Linked DNA regions of Zea mays: region 2 is linked to region 1. Evidence: chromatin contacts called from public Hi-C data. All regions are on one chromosome and are shown on one strand. The core of a region is the stretch at or near the end of the contact, and the rest is flanking DNA. Distances in the headings are between cores, read along the strand shown.

Region 1 (5,362 bases), core at 203-2,702:
GCGTCTTGGAATTTTGCTGGTGGGTAGTATGCGGATGCGACGACGAGCTATCAAGAGCGGGTGGTTGGTCTTGGTCGCCTAAAGTGCCCGTCGCGCTGGCAGATTCCGTTTAATCAATCGATGGAATGGGAGATAAAGATGGGTTGGCCAGCAACCGCGCTCGGTTCAGATGAGATGAGGTTGATGCCAAACAAAAATGAACGAAGGAATGGATGAATGAATGAAATGGGCGAAGTGGATGTTCTGATGACAGTTACTATATTATGGAACAACTACAGCTGACCAGTGACCACCTACAATTAAGCACAGCATTCGCCCTGATAGATAGCCTTAATGCGCACAGTTACCAGAGAGAGATAGAGAAGGAGGCACCTGATGGTCACCGCGACATCAGCAGGTTGGGTTTTCTTGGGAGGAACGGTGTAGCCTGGCTCAAAGTTCTGTCAGTAAAAAAAAGCACGGCTGTTAGACAAAAGGCGAAGCTTCACAATACTTGGACTCTGAGAAAGGTACAATACTTTGCTGCAATAAATAAATAAATAAACAAAAGCACTTTGCACGCTGTGATCAGCAGGGGAGACTTGCACGGGGGGGGGGGGGGGGGGGGGGGGGGGCAAATTGCTTAACCTTCATCACCCGGATCAAAATTTCCCCCGTCCAACACAAGCGGAGAAGTTGCGTGGATAAAACAGTGAGCGACGACGGCGGGTGAATAACAGGCGAAGGAATCTGAAAATTGCTGCTGGGCGCGATCGACTCGGGCGCGACGAAAACAAACCTGGAGGCAAATCTCGCAGACGGCGCTTCCCTTCTCGTCGCACCACCTCTGCACGCATCCCCTGTGAGCGTACTGCAGGCGCGAGGGGAGGAACAACAGACACGTCGTCGTTCAGATGGCTTGGCCGGTGCAGCGAGTTCACGAGACACGCAGCAGGCGGAGCGCGCGCAGAGCATCATCAGGTCATGCGCCGCATGCTGCTGTAGCCGCCCGCATAGAGGATAGAGGAGGACACATACCTTGAGGGAGCCGGAGCAGGCGCAGGGCGACTCCATGGCGGAGCGCCGCTCGTCCTCCTCGTCGTGGCAAATCCTGCACTGCCGCAGCGAGGAGGAGCACGCTTCCTCTTGCTCCATCTTCTTCTTCTCTTCTTCTTCCTCGCTCTCTCTCTCTGAGCCTCCGTGTCTCTCTGGTCGTTGGCTGCTTTGCCTTTGCTCCCTTCCCTCCCTCACACCATCCCCTCTCTCTCTCTCTACCCTGGACCTGGACGCAACGGAAATGGCTTTAAATAATCTGGAAGGAGGAAAGGAAGCGAGGTGGGTCCCACCTGCACCAGGAACGGCCGCGGCAGCTCGTAGTTAGTCCCGGTCCTCCGCGGCAGGCGTGGCTCTCCAGTTAGCATTCCTCCGGTGCGACTGCGAGCTGGGGGGGCTCGATGCATCATGCATGCGTCTGCCTCTGCGCCCGCTTCTGCGTCGATTTTTTTCCCCATACGCGTGTGTGTGTATATAGGCAGCAGTACTCAAGTGCTACTTTCCCCTGTGTCAGTCAGTCAGACTTCGTTCCTTGATGCGAACGGTAGTGGGCTACTCCGACTTTATAAAGCCTTTTTTTCTCTTTGCAGCGTGTGGTATTTTCTTAATAAGAAATTAGGCATCCAGATCTAAAGGTTATCGAAAAATCGTGGATTCCAAGTCGAATACGGTCCGAATTATAGAAGACAGTGGAAGAAAAAAAAAACAGAAGCGAAGAATCAAACCCGCTAATTCTGAATAGTAAGGACGCAAAATCCAACTATAAAATCGAGATTTTGACAACCATGTGAGATGCAGCCACAAGTGAGGTGAGGTTGTTAAGGATGGCCACCGGAAAAGGTTATGGAAGAGACACTCGATCGTTATGATGCGTCAGTGGCGGCGTATGGTAGTGGGTGGGTGTGTGGGTGGGTGGAGAGCGAAAAGGTTACCGTAACTGAAGACACAAAAAATAAATAAATAAATCCAGTAGTTTGATGAAATGTTCAAGGAGATCTCAAACTATTAAAACATCTTCTACAACCGGAAACACAAATGTTGAATGACCGAAAGTGGTTCACGTACGATCCACCACCCGTATAACTGGATTAGACCAACCTTAACCTACAATTGTTGTTACTTCTCGTTCTGAACTAAAGAAGCATGAGTCAAACACGTTGCCTTATTTGTACCTAAGTTTAACACTAGAGTCATACGTGTAGCGACGCTCGTCTAGCTAACACCGTCAAAGATGACCTATGATTAATGGCCCACCTATTTTCCTAATTCGACGGCATGCATGCCAAAGGGGAGTAATCAAATGGCGAGCACTTTCTTTTTTCTACGTGCCAAATTTTAAGTGGTGACGTGAGCCTTCCTCATTCATCTATGGTATGTTAAGACAACCATTCCAGCATCCCCATACATAAGACTGGTGTCAATGTTCCGTACACGTGTCAAACCTATCGGTCGGGCATCACACCCGCCAATGGTGTGCTAGCGTTGAGCGGCACAGGCGCAGTCTATGAGGTCGTCGACCAGCCGGCAGGATCAGTACCCACTGACCGCTTTGGAGTCACGATCGATCCATATTGACCAGTCCGTATCGCTCATCGTATTGCTATCATGGTCCGTAGCAATTTCAGAATGGAGAAGTGCTTGAGCTCATTCACACAACCCTCACTTCAGATGTCTATACCACCTCCTCATTCTTCTCTCAACCCTCACTTCAATATATAAAAGTTTTTTACCGTTGAGATTGGCAACTAGCATATGTAGGATGTGTTGAAATCATTTCTGATACCACTAGTATGTTATGTTCCTATATTTCATGCTTTGAATCATTCACTAACTTGGTTCACAATATTCTAAAATTTGACTCACAATAAGTGAAAACGGAAAAGATCAATATAAGTTTGCATTTATCACCATATCGTTGTATTGTCTCCTATCAACGTGAACCAAATATCGTGAAAAATGGTATCGTCGTAACACATCTTCCATCGTCTCTCTAACCAAACACATGCAACACTCAGTCCTAGCAGTCATGCGCACTACAACAGCATGCACCGGTGCATTAGGTTCGATAACTTCGGTTGTGAGGCTATCTCCAGCAGCTCTCCTATCTCATCTCGTATCACATCTTCTATTTTAAACTTTACTCTGTTATCTATCATGCAAAACAATATTTTATATAACTATATACACAATCTGCTAGACACAGCCTGAGAGTGCCTATTTGTAGCAACCCCAACATTAGATCATCGTCTCCACTATGTAACTACGACGACCTTATCTGTTGTAGTGAGACAAGATCACCATAATGTTTCTCTGCCTTGATGTGCTAGCAGTGGCAGCAAAATTCAAGTCAATTATGACGCATGGCCCAATATGTTTTTTTTTGAATGTCACCGGAGGGGAGAGGGTCCCCACCTGAATTTTCATTCCTTTGTGGCCAAAACGCCCTGTGTTTTACAGCATGGGGGTGGGGGTTACATCAACGGAATTATGCTATGTTACACAAAAAACACGACACCAGGCAGTCACGATATGGCGGTCTTCTTGTCGCAGCCTGCATCTCCATAATTCCGCTTCAGCGCGACACAATGACATGGTTGTTGCGAGCGGCAATCTTTCCCCACGGAATACCACATCATTTCTGCGTTTCCACAGCTGCCAGCAGCAGAGAAGGACAAACATGTTGTAGTGTTTCGCCGGAACCGTAGGCGGCCTTAGCAGGCTCAAAAGGACGTTGCTGCGGCCCGGGGCAATCTGGACACCCAAAACACCCCAAAAGCGGGAGGCAAATCCGCAATGGATGAAGATGTGTGTCGTGTCCTCGGGAGCTTGCCCACATATCTCACACGTAGCGTCTTGAACAATCCTCTTTCTGGCCAGATTGACGCGGCATTGAACGCGACTGTTGTTGACAAGCCAGCCAAAGAAGCGCACCCGAGGGGGGGCTTGGTTTTGCCAAACAAAAGAAGCCTCAGCGCTGTGCGTTCCCTCGCCATTGCGGAGGACACGGTAAAGTCCCCCAGTGTGCAGGTTGCCTCCAGTGGCAGCTAGGGGGCAGTGGCGTACGTCCGGCGCCTCAGACAGCATCACGTCGTCAAGGACCAACTGAAGCGCATCACGCTCTGAAGCAGCTTCAAGAAAGTAAAGGGCAGATCCCTTCTACAGGACCATACATACATTGTTTACACTATATGCTAGAATTATGCATGTTTATTGCAACAAAAACAAAATAACACCACACTAATTTAAGTTTGAACGTGCGTTATATGCTACTTAAAAACAGTACGTTCCGATACACATCAAAACTATATATTGTGATTGTTTCGTGCCTTACGAAAAATAATATAATAGTGATGATTTGCTCACAGTATCATTTTTTTGTAGTGTGAGATTATTTGGTTGCTGTTGCAACGGTAGGGCATAATTCTAGCATTTTATAACGAGGAGTTCTGGTCGATCGGTTTCTGTACAATACAACCTGGTGAACCTTTTTGGCTAGAAACGGTGAGCCAACAGCCGAGCAGGGATATGATTCTTGGTTCTTGGTTGCCAAAACAGTGAAGCGACTCTCGTTTTTGCTGGTCTCTACTTGTCTGTCTGTCTCGTTATTCGATCGACAATCCTACCGTTACGAAGGTTTCTTCGGCGCTCTCTCCAATTTAGCGACAAGCCTGTGGCATTTCAGTGTCTTAGCTGGATTGTGTCTAGCCCTGTACAAGAGCATTCTTGATCAGCTCACCAATAATTTATTCTCAATACAATAATATTGGCAGTCACTGGTAGTGTTTTTTTAATACTAGAGAAGATAATCCAGCAGATCACTAATGATCTTCCCTAATACATGAGATCCCTATCTTACGGTCCGTTTGGCAGGGTAGGGTTCTGGCTTGCCCAAAAACAACTTTAGCACTAACCTTTTCTAGAAAATAGTTTTTTTGTTAGAGCTAAAGTCATCTCGTAAATCGTTTGGCAGAACCGACTTATCTTAAAGACAACCAATTACATATATTAAAGTACGAGAGCTAGAGCCAAAGCATGGGAAGCTATTATTTATGGTTTCTTCTCCGTAGTATAAAAATGACTCTGGCTTTCAGGTGCTTTTAAGAGTAAGCCGTTTTTAAAAAAAGGTGTTTGGCACGACTCTAGCTTTTTTCTAGAGAAAAACTAAAACCGAAGCCCTACCAAACGAGCTCTTAGAATAGAGGACGTGGAAGAAGGAAGGTGACAATTGTTATATATTGGATGATATACGACTCCCTCTATATTTGAGGGGAGACAGGAGAGCTTTTGTTACCATAATATGGAGATTTCTATTTAAAGCACTAGTTTCAAC
Region 2 (6,230 bases), core at 367-2,866, 760 kb after region 1:
TCAATTGGTTGAGGGTGTGGATGTAAAGCACAGACCACCCAATTCAAGTCCTCACTGGCAAAACATTAGGTGCCAAATTCTTAATTTATAGCCACCGACTTCCTTCTTTATTGGTCTAGTTTTAATATATAAAAAATCAAGGTCACAACCAATTTTAATGACCTTAATATTGGCAAGATTTGACAACTAAGGTAGCATAGAGATAAGGTACCATTACATCTTTTGGCACTCAACCAAATGGTAGCCAATATTGGTCAAAGGTGCCAAATTTTGGCTTGACTAACTTGAGCACACTTGGGTCACACAGACCAACACATGCCATAAGATAGGAAGCTTGTGCCACAATAGAAGTACCAAGGGCTTATAGAATAAAAAGTGTACTTTGTCCGGTTGTTCAAATGCATAACCAAGACTAACTACAGCCACTTGGAAAATATTCGGACTTGTTTGAAAATGTACTGCAGAAAACATCCAAGCTAGCAATACTGCATGATTAAAGGTAACATCAGGCAAAATGACTACTGATATATTTAAAAAGACGTTCATCAATTAATTGAAATATGTAAAGAACAAAAAAAAACAGATCCTGGTTCAAGAAGAGCATGTCGACTAGCCTAATCATATCAATGTGCATGATAACATGCATCCACTAGTTCCATACGACTAGCAAGATCAGACACGCTCATGGAACATTACGAGATTTTCTTTAATCTTTAGCAGTAGCAGTGGTTCAGTTTGTTAGTTTCTTTGGTTTTAAGATAAAGTAGACTTCAGTGTTTCTGGAACAAATACAAAAGAATGGCAATAATCTTTCAACTACGTTTGGCCTAACATATCCAAGTATTGACAGAATCGAGGAAGTCATGGTCCACAATGTCAACCCATTCAATGCAGGTACCCGCAGATTCCAACATAAAAATGACAGCTATGAGCCTGTTATACTACCTCTTGGTCTTGCTCGACGACGGCAGCCGCGACCCATAGAGCTGGATAGCGGACAGGAATGGCACGTAGTACTGCACGACGCCATCCGTGCCATTGAGCAGCAGCGGCACGCCGGCGCCGTACGCGCTCCACTCCCCGAACGCCTCCCACAGATCCGCGAGCTCGTAGTACGGCGCTCCTGCCCGGCACCCCGGCGTCTGCAAGCGCACAAGAACAGAACAATCGGACCCGTCAGCCGTCAGCACATGTCCGTACGGAAAACACGAGCGGCAAGCAAGCGCCGGCAGACACACTCGAGGAGAGCACCGCGCGGGAACGCGGACGGCGGTGGAGGCGATGAAACTCTCGAGGTTGGTAGCCGGCGAAGGCGACGGGGAAGGGTCTCGCCCGAGCTCCGGCGTCGGCTTCGCCGGCTCCTCGGCCGCCGAGGCAGTTAGTGGCGGATGCTGTCTGTGTTGCTTGTCAAGGAGGTGGCGGTGCGGTGGGGGGCAGTAGAAGCGGTCGGCGATCGGGGAGGCGACGCCGGGGACAGACATGGCGGCTGGCGCTCAGCCTCGCCACCTCCCTTGCGGTTGAGGTTGCTGATGTGCAAGTGCTGGATGTGGGCGAGGAGTCGCAAAGGGAGTAGGAGGCGACGGCTGCGTAGCGGGACTCGGGAAGTCGGGAGAGGAGGTGGAGAGAGAGAGAGAGAGAGAGAGAGAGAGAGAGAGAGAGAGAGAGAGAGAGAGAGAGAGAGAGCAAACCGGCAAAGGCTGCGGCTGCGTTTCCTTTACTAGTGGCCTAGCCTAGTGGGGCTGTGGGGCGGCGGCCGCGGCAGCAGAGTGGGCGTGCGAATAAAAAAATTCGCCCACGGCCACAGGGTGGTCTCTGGTCAGGTTACCCATCCCGTTTTGTACACGAATTTCGACCGTTTCCGAAAATAGAATTTTACCAAATTTCACCCGAATTTCTTATTTACCCACCGGTTTATACTTTCAAATCCAAAAATTCGGATTTCGCTTTTCCCGACCCAATTTCGCCGCTTTCTGACCGAATTTCGGTACTTTTTTTACCGCAAAACGCAATTTGGTTAGAAAGAATAAAAATTTTGGTAGAATGTGTCTGTATTTTATTCAAATCATGTTGCATAACAAATAACAACATATTCACAATAATTTAATGCACAAAAACACATAGAACATATATATGCAAATAGAAAATCACAATTAAGTGCAACACACGTCAATAGAAGGTTACATTTGTGTCATACAACCATAACATAGATTACCCAATAACACAAATTACAACACAAAACAATAGTCAGATGGTAATGCATCCACATATTCAGCTGGAGTCATAATATTCAGGCATGTTCGAAGCATCTGGGTGTGGATCCATTCTATATACATATTTCTATACAGTTAAAAAAATAAAATTAGCTAGATAATATGAACAATAAACAAATATTTAATGATAAAGGAAAAGTAACACATCTCAAGGCTGTAGAAGCATATGGATACATAAACAAATATTTAATGATGAAGGAAAAGTAACACATCTCGAAGGCTATAGAAGCATATGGATCCATGTTTGTGACACCATAAAATGGTTGTCCATATGTCGGATAGGGTGCAAGATGTAAGTATACATAAGCGGGTGGAGGTGGTTGTTCATACTTGTCGGGGGTGATAATTAGGGGTACCTAGATTATCCCTCCCGAAAGACGCACTCAGGAGAAGTAAAAACATAACCCCCGAGGGGAAGCAGTCGAGGTACCTCCTAACCCGAGGCCTCTCCCCAAGAGTCTCCCACCTCAGGCAGAACTCCGCCTCGCCCGAAGTCACCACCGCTCTGTCCGTCTCGCCCGAGCTGATCCCAGGCAGATAAGACAAGGGCGCCCGAAAACAGGTGGGGAACACTCGCATTTAATGCGCATACCTACCCACGTCGTGGCAGCAGGAGCACAGTGGTTAACAAGACAGCAGTCACATCCAGGCGCAGCAACATGATTACACCCCCGCTATAGTACGTGCACGCCGCCTGCCATCCCCTTGATGGGACGTCTAATAAGACGAGTGAAGCAGACCGACCCTTGGGCGTAAATCTCCGCCTCGCTCGACGCTAAGTCCAGCCCTCGGGCGCAAACTCCCACCTCGCCCGACGCAGAGTTTGGCCTCGGGCGCAATCTTCGTCTCGCCTGACGCTGAGTTCAGCCTCAGGTGATTTCCCGCCTCGCCCGAGCTCGGCCTCGGCTACCTACTCCACCGCGAATCCCGCGGGCGGCCACTCCACCGACTGTGGCACACGTCAAGGGATGGCTCAACCAATGCCTCAGGAAGACTTCCGCCTTGCCCAAGATGGGCTCTGACGTCGATAAACGCAGCAAGGAATCACGATGTCACTCCGCACAGGGACGCTGACACACCTCGTAAGCAGACTTTTACCCATAGTGAAAGGGAATTAGGCTTACACCTTTTTCCTAATTAATTTTGGTGGTTGAATTGCCCAACACAAATAATTGGACTAACTAGTTTGCTCTAGTCTATAAGTTTTACAGGTGTCAAAGGTTCACAATTAGCCAATAAAAGGACCAAGAAAGGGTTCAAACAAAGAGAGCTAAAGACATCCCAAAAGGCATCCTGGTCTGGCGCACCGGACAGTGTCTGGTGCACCACCGGACAGTGTCCGGTGCACCAGGGCACTCGAAGCTCAACTCGCTACCTTTGGGAAAATCAGAGGGCACTCCGCTATAATTCACTGGACTGTCCGGTGAGTCACCGGACAGTGTCCGGTGCACACCGGACTGTCCGGTGTGCCGGCGGAACAACGGCTACTTCGCGCACAACGGTCAACTGCAACCGCATTCAATGCGCTACAGTGCGCGCAGAAGTCAGAGCACGCGCGGGAGGCGCACCGGACAGTCTACAGGGCCTGTCCGGTGCACCACCGGACAGCCCAGAGGCCCCACAAGTTAGAGCTCCAACGGTCGAACCCCAACGGCTGGCTGACGTGGCTGGCGCACCGGACAATGTCCGATGGCGCACCGGACTGTCCGGTGCGCCATGCGACAGCAGTCTTCCAACGTCCATTTTTGGTGGTTGGAACTATAAATACCCCAACCACCCCACATTCAATGGCATCCAAATTTCTACACTTCTATACCTTACAAGAGTTATAGCATTCAATACAAGACACACCAAAGAGATCAAATCCTATCCCAACTCCACACAAAGCTTTAGTGATTAGAGAGAGAGATTTGTTGTGTTCATTTGAGCTCTTGCGCTTGGATTGCTTCTTTTCTTTCTCATTCTTCTTGTGATCAAACTCAATTGTAACCGAGGCAAGAGACACCAATTGTGTGGTGGTCCTTGTGGGAACGTTGTGTTCCGTTTGATTGAGAAGAGAAGCTCACTCGGTCTAAGTGACCGTTTGAGAGAGGGAAAGGGTTGAAAGAGACCCGGTCTTTGTGACCACCTCAACGGGGAGTAGGTTTGCAAGAATCGAACCTCGGTAAAACAAATCATCGTGTCTCACTCTTTATTTACTCACGATTTTTTTGCGCCCTCTCTCTCGGACTCGTTTCTATTTCTAACGCTAACTCGGCTTGTAGTTGTGCTTAAGTTTATAAATTTCAGATTCGCCCTATTCACCCCCCCCCCTCTAGGCAACTTTCAATTGGTATCAAAGCCCAGTGCTTCATTAGAGCTTAACCGCTCGAAGTGATGTCGGGAGATCACGCCAAGAAGGAGATGATGATCGGCGAGAAGCCCACTACAAGCCATGGGAAGGCTCCATCCGGGGAGTCCGCCAACAAGGTGAAGGGATCCCCTTCACACAACAAGTCGGGTCGGAGCGGTGACAAGAAGAAGAAGATGAGGAAGGTGGTCTACTACGAGACCGACTCTTCGTCGCCATCCACCTCCGGCTCCGACACGCCGTCCGTAACTTCTAAGCGCCATGAGCGCAAGAAGTTTAGTAAGATTCCCCTACGCTACCCTCGCATTTCCAAACGTACTCCTTTACTTTCCGTCCCATTAGGCAAACCACCTATGTTTGATGGTGAAGATTATAATATGTGGAGTGATAAAATGAGGCATCATCTAACCTCACTCCACACTAGCATTTGGGATGTTGTTGAGATTGGAGTACATGTACCATCACCGGGGGATGAAGACTATGATTCGGATGAGGTCGCCCAAATCTGGCACTTTAACTCCCAAGCCACCACTATACTCCTCGCCTCTCTAAGTCAAGAGGATTATAACAAGGTACAAGGGTTAAAGAGCGCAAAGGAGATTTGGGACGTACTCAAGACCGCGCACGAAGGAGATGAGGTGACCAAAATCACCAAGCGGGAGACGGTCGAAGGGGAGCTCGGTCGGTTCTGACTCAACCAAGGCGAGGACCCTAAAGCCATGTACAACCGCTTGAAGACTTTGGTGAACCAAGTGCGCAACCTCGGGAGCACCAAATGGGATGACCATGAAATGGTCAAGGTTATTCTAAGATCCCTCGTTTTTCTTAATCCTACGCAAGTTCAATTAATTCGAGGTAATCCTAGATATACACTAATGTCTCCCGATGATGATCAAAGGCTCAAAGAAAATCATCGAGCTAGATGGCCCCTCCACGCCCGAAGCACAACCGGTCGCATTCAAGGCGACGGAGGAGAAGAAGGAGGAGTCTACATCAAGTAGACAACCCATCGACGCCTCTAAGCTCGACAATGAGGAAATGGCGCTCATCATCAAGAGTTTTCGCCAAATCCTCAAGCAAAGGAAGGGGAAAGATTACAAGTCCCGTTCCAAGAAGGGCAAGAGGAGAGAAAAGAAGAGGTACCACAAGAAGAGGGGCGGCGATGCCCATGTGTGCCGCGAGTGGGACTCCGAAGAGAGCTCCTCCGACTCCTCCTCCAACGAGGACGCCATCAACATCGTCGTCACCAAGGGCCTCCTCTTCCCCAACGTCGGCCACAAGTGCCTCATGGCAAAGGACGACAAAAGGAAGAAGGTAAAATCAAGATCCTCCACTAAATATGGAACCTCTAGTGATGAGGATAATGCTAGTGATGAGGAGGATAACTTGCGCACCCTTTTCGCCAACCTTAGCATGCAACAAAAAGAAAAACTAAATGAATTAATTAGTGCTATTCATGAGAAGGATGAACTCTTGGACACCCAAGAAGACTTCCTAATTAAGGAAAATAAGAAGCATGTTAAGGTTAAGAATGCTTATGCTCTAGAAGTAGAAAAATGTGAAAAATTATCTAGTGAGCTAAGAACATGCCATGATGTTATCACCAACCT

The links. Hi-C and Micro-C count contacts between places; a contact is called where the count stands out from the background.
Region 2: a Hi-C map of tassel shows a contact between it and region 1, with 3 times the contacts expected there. The contact joins the promoter of LOC100382620 here to the promoter of LOC100283719 in region 1. A contact is called at or near these places in 3 of 25 Hi-C or Micro-C datasets (bundle sheath, ear and tassel).

What each region holds. Positions count from the first base shown.
Region 1 is chr3:54,603,176-54,608,537 of Zm-B73-REFERENCE-NAM-5.0, forward strand. It overlaps LOC100283719, which reads right to left and starts at 1,453. Exons shown (of 8, transcript NM_001371961.1): 1 at 1,326-1,453; 2 at 1,018-1,261; 3 at 779-850; 4 at 373-440. The coding sequence starts at 1,134.
Region 2 is chr3:55,359,001-55,365,230 of Zm-B73-REFERENCE-NAM-5.0, forward strand. It overlaps LOC100382620, which reads right to left and starts at 1,617. Exons shown (of 7, transcript NR_158540.1): 1 at 1,239-1,617; 2 at 946-1,142.